2 separate regions of the Rattus norvegicus genome follow, and region 2 is linked to region 1. Evidence: chromatin contacts called from public Hi-C data. All regions are on one chromosome and are shown on one strand. Each heading gives the region's core, a stretch centred on a gene start, on an enhancer-like site or on the middle of the called end of the contact. The rest is flanking DNA. Distances are from core to core; before and after follow the strand shown. Region 1 holds the start of Gdnf (glial cell derived neurotrophic factor). Region 2 holds the start of Wdr70 (WD repeat domain 70).

Region 1 (2,700 bases), core at 94-2,593:
TCCACAGTTAACTCAGTGGCATCTGTCCCTTGGAGCCCCTCACCTGGTCATCACAGTACTCAAGGTCTAGCACACAGCAAGACCTAAATAAATTCGGGCGTTTTTGTGGGCCTCTCTAGTAAAAAGCCTTAAAATGAGAAAAACAAATTTATGATTTTAAAAAACAACAACCCTGATTCAAGTCAGCTTCGGATTCCAAAATCATGCTGACCTGGAAATGGGTACATTAAGCTTTCCCCTCAGCTGGTTTCTAAGCCCCCGCACATTGCTACCATGCATCAAAGAAGGAAGCGCCCATCACTTTCTGCAGACATCGAGAAGCATCCTGCTTGCTGGCGAGGTGTTGTTTGGAAGAGTTGGTTTGCCCTCAGTGTAATCTCTCATTCACAGTGATGTTAGGAAGAACAATTTCACCGCCCACACCAACTTCGCTGACGAGCCTCCCAAGTGGCTGATCTTTGACTCTGGGTACTTGTAATAATATGTGATCTTCCCCCCACCTTACCCCTTTCTATTGTCTCAGCTTCTTCCAGAACACATACTCCCCAACAACCGGATGAGTCATAAAAGAAGAGGGGTGTAGATGTAAATTGAGCCTGTTTATGCTTTCACAGTCTCCAACTAATAAAATTAAGGAGATCCTACTAAATTCTGATCCGGTGGCTTCCTGTAAACAGGTTTCCCTTAGCAGAGACGTACCTTATTTAGCATCTATCAAAGAAAGAAAGAAATCCACGCCTATGTGGATGGATCGTATTTACAGTTCAGCCATATGCAGGGTGTGCAAGGACTTGTCCTCCTCTTGTCTTCTACAAAGAAGGCTCCTGGCTTCTGGTGTTCAGCTAACCAACAGAAGAAATGTAGAAAAGGTCTGGCCTCTCACATTTTCAGAGCTCTGGAAGGAAAGCTGAGTCCCGCTGGAAACTGCCCCCCAGTCCTGTCCTTGCTTAGGTTCCCCAAATACGTTTTAAAAACTCTGAACAAAGGCAGGTTTTGTCCTACCTCCCCTGACCCCTTCCTGATAAAGTGATCTTACGCCTCTGGAATTGTTGATTTTGAATGTATGTGCCTACCCCACGTCTGGTGTTCTGTTACAACAGCATGGAAATGGAGCCTAAGTCTGAGAAGCCGGCCAGCCTCAGAAGCCTTCTTCATTGCTTGCCATCTAATACATGATATGCAAAGCCTCTGACTTCAGCCAGCAGATATTTGGAGACCGTGTTGGCCCTAGCATGGGGACTAAACTAATGTGTGTTTAGGTCAGAAAGCGAATCAGAAAAGCCACTGGCGGGCACGTCACTCAGTGAGAGCTCTATAAATGCATCCCACTTGCAGCGTCCCCTGGCAAACACTCTGTTCTCCTCTCCTGGCTGTTCCGCGCTTCTTCTTGGTGCTGGGAAAACTTCGGCAGGCTGCTTGTCTTCTCGCCACTGCCTTCTGCCCTGCAGAAAACCGGGAGGGCACGACACTCGAGGAGGAAGGACAGCCTTCGAAGGGGACGAGGAAAGCCCCGAGGTAGCCTCCAGCAGACAGAGCGCCCTCCCTCGGAGCGCAGGACGCCGTCACCAAGTTGCGATTGCCCCCTTGGGCTGCTGTGAGCCGAGCTCCGCGCGCGTTCCTGTGGATCTACCCCGCTAGAAAGCGCGAGCCCCGAGGCGGTTCCTGCACCCCCGGGAGAGGCTCACGGAGTCACCCACTCGCACCCCGTACTGCGCCCCCGCAGCTCCGGTGCCTCTTCCCGGGATCTCCGTCCCTCCCCCACACTCAGGCCGCCGTTGCCGCCGGACCCCTCCCTTCCCCCTCCCGGTTCCGCGCCCCCCACTCCCCAATCCCGGCCCTCTGGCCCGGGCTCTCCACCACCAGCCTGCGCTCCTGGCGCCCTCATGTCTTCAAGGGACTGCCGGCGCGGTTTGACGTGGTGTCTCGTTCGGATCTCCAGGCAAGACTTCGGCATCCGCAGACAGGCCCGCCTCGTACTCGCAGCCACCGCGCCCCGAGGAGGTGCAGAGTGAGGCGACTGCCTCGGAGCCACCCGCAGCGCCCGGGCCCGGTGCTGCTCCAGCCCAGAGCGCCGCGCGCGCAGCCGTGCCACCCCTCAGCCAAGGCAGGGGAAGCTGCTCAGACTTAGTCTTCTTGGGATCCAAGAGGCCGGTGTGCGAGGTGTCGGCAGCCTTCGCCCTCCTCGCGGCGGCGGCGGCGGCGGCTGACACGGTGGCCGCCGCCTCCTGCGTGTCCTCGCTGCCCGGCGCGACCCCTGGATTGCGTGCTCTTGCTCCCGACCTCCTGGGCGGGGCCCCGCGCTCCTGCCCGCGGTCCGGATGGGTCTCCTGGATGGGATTCGGGCCACTTGGAGTTAATGTCCAACTGGGGGTCTACGGAGACCGGATCCGAGGTAAGAGGGGAAACGTGCTGGAGGGGACCGGGCGGGCGGCGGCTGTGTGGTCTGAAGCCAGAAGGGCGCGGCTGGACCCCAAGCGGGCGACTGAGTGTAAAGTAGGAAGGCAAGCGGGAGCTCAGGAGACAAGTTGAACCGGAGGGAGGCTAGCCTTGCGGAGGGTAGGTTGCCTTTTCCATGTGATCAAAAAATATACAGACAGAGCCCCTGGTGCCCTGGAACCCTGAAAAGCCAAAGAGGGTAATTCCCCTGCCTCGCTCGGTAGGGCGCTGCTCTGTACAGCCCTGAACCAACCGTGCGAGACT
Region 2 (2,700 bases), core at 197-2,696, 300 kb after region 1:
ATAATCATAGACTAACCATTCCCCCTACTCTTGAATAAGGTATCCAAGATATTTGTTTGTTTGGTTTTTTTTTTGTTTTTTTTTTTTTTTGTTTTTTTTTGGAGCTGGGGACCGAACCCAGTGAGTCCCACTACTACCAAAAATAAAATCATGTTTTGGAAGAATACAATACATGAAAATCTGCACTGTCTTAAAGAACAATGTTTACTTATAAGTATGATACTGAATTTTGATATGCACCAGGAAATCTGAAAAACAGATTGAATTTGAAGCTTTGACTTCTTTTTCTTTGTAATTCTCCTAACTTTCTGAAGTGAAAAAGAGGGGCTGGAGAGGTGATTCACAAGTTAAGAACATTGTCGCTCTTGCAGAGGGCATGGGTTTCATTCCCAGGACACACAAGGAGGCTCCCAACCACTGTAACTCCAGTTCCATGGGAACCAGTGACCTCTTCTGGCCTCCATGGGTACTGCAGGCATATGGTGCACAGACATAAAGCAACATTCACTTAGAAAGCTAACTTTATATATACATTTCTTTTAAAAATCCACCAGGTGGTGTGGCTCAGGCCTTTAATTCCGGCACTTGGGAGGTAGACACAAACGTATCTCTATGAGTTCGATGCCAGCCTGGTCTAGAGAGTGAGTTCCAGGACAGCCAGGGCTGTTACGCAAAAGAAAAAAAAAAAAAAGTCTCAACAACAACAACAACAAAAGGAGGAAAAAGAAGAGGAGGAAGAAAAAAGAAATTCTAAAAAAGTAAATACTTCATTCATTACCTAGAGTCCTAGAAGATAGTAAGTAGATGCATAAATGAAAGAATGAACGAATGAATGAGAACTAGATGCATCAGAGGGACATTCGTTCCCAAAAGAAATTACAGGGCAATTTCCATGTGATGTTTGCTAGCACTAATATTAACAGATGATTGTCTTTTGAGATTTTTTTTTCAGTCACCTAATAACCTGCCATGACTAGGGAATACACTAACACTGAAGTGGGAAGAAACTCAATAAGCACCATAATATTATTTAATGCCCACCAATAAATGTCCTTCTCAAACTGGATCACGATAGTAATCCCTTTCGGTCAAGGTTTCCAACTGTCACCTGAACTGGCCTCAACTATTTAAATGGGAACGAAGCAATTCGGATTTGGCACGGCGGAAGGCGCCGCTCAAAAGTGGCAGCTCCCCTAACATCCACTCGTAAGCCCTCTGCAAAGTTAGGCTGGGCTCTGCCCAGAGCTGTCACTCACCGAATCCTGTGAAGCCCATGGTGACCGCCAGCTGAGGGTCGGGTCCCGCCGTGTCAGCGCCTGTCACTGTAGCAAGAAAGAAAAGACAGACCGCCCGTCAGCGCGGCACTCCGGCTGCCCAGCCTTCCACCCCGGCTGGCCGCGCCGAACCCACCTTCGCTGGGCCCCGAGTGCTCCATGGCTGCCCGAACCCCCAACCTCTAGAGATGCAGCCGCGCGCGACTGCCGGCAAGCCTGACAGGAAGTGTCGTCACCGAGACCGCGTCGCCAAGAGCGGCCGGGCTCCGTGGGAAAGCAGGCTTTCAGACCTTCGCCCCCTAGCGGTGCGGAGGGAACGCGCTGACCAGACCGCACCCCAATTCAAGCTATGAAGGGGCAGATTTTAGGAGTTCTCTAAAAACTTTTGGTTGTTTCAGATCCGTTCTCAAGCTAAGTCTTTGCATATTTCTAAGGAGAAGTCAACGGTATCTTATTTGCCTGCTACTTTTATCTATATTCGTAATGTACTTAACGTACATGATGAAACTTACACAGTTGCCCATCTTCCCTGTATAATTAAGAAACCAGTATCTAGGTATGACTAAAGCACCGAGAAAAATGCCAGAAAACTGAAAAGAGTTGTGAGGAATGTTTAAAGCGCTTGCTCTCAGTCACAGACTTCACAGACTAGGCTGGCCTTGTTTACTGAGTAAGGGTTCCTAGTGCTACATAACGACTGTGTTTCCAATTTATTTTGATTTCTGTACAACTCGATTCCTAATCTATACTATAAATTAATGGCACGTCATTTATTATATTTTTAAAGTCTAAAAGAAAGACTTGGTTGAATGATTGATTGATTGATTATTGATTTTTGTCAGAGTCTCTCACTATGTAACCCATAAGTGGCCTGGAACTCATAGACACATCTGCCTCTGTCTCCCAAGTGCTGCTTTTAAAGATGTGTGTTACCAAGCCAGTATTTTCACATGTACTTATTTATCACGGAAGTAGTATAAGCATGTGAAAGTGTGCACGTGGAGATCAGAGAACGCCCTGCGGATCTATTCTTCTACCACGTGGGTTCTGGAGGTGGAGCTCAGGTCACAAGCTTAGAAGAAAATACCTTTTCCTACTGAGCCTTCTTGTCCACTCAAGAATGAAAATTCTTTGATAACGTTAACCCCGAGTCCCAATAGTAGACTCCTGTCTCCGTCTATGGTTCATTTATATGTATATCTTAAATGATAACGATGGTCTAATGCTTCCATTGTCCTTAGAGTAAAAGACAAATTTATTAATAAAATGAAGCTGTAACTCTGTGGTTGCTTAGCATAGGCAAGGCAAAAGAAAAAAGTACAAATTTAACAAAATGTTAGCATGACTTCCAAAACTTTTCTATTCTGATCTCATCATTTTCACTAACCATACAGTGCAGTGAGTGACCTCAGGACACAGAGTCCTG

Evidence for each region. Hi-C and Micro-C count contacts between places; a contact is called where the count stands out from the background.
Region 2: a Hi-C map of Schwann cells shows a contact between it and region 1, with 5 times the contacts expected there. The contact joins the promoter of Wdr70 here to the promoter of Gdnf in region 1. A contact is called at or near these places in 3 of 12 Hi-C or Micro-C datasets (the Rat2 cell line, Schwann cells and mammary epithelial cells).

What each region holds. Positions count from the first base shown.
Region 1 is chr2:58,619,984-58,622,683 of GRCr8, forward strand. Gdnf (glial cell derived neurotrophic factor) reads left to right here and starts at 1,344. Exons shown (of 3, transcript NM_019139.2): 1 at 1,344-2,392. The coding sequence starts at 2,332.
Region 2 is chr2:58,917,013-58,919,712 of GRCr8, forward strand. Wdr70 (WD repeat domain 70) reads right to left here and starts at 1,447. Exons shown (of 18, transcript NM_001013909.1): 1 at 1,411-1,447; 2 at 1,257-1,322. The coding sequence starts at 1,435.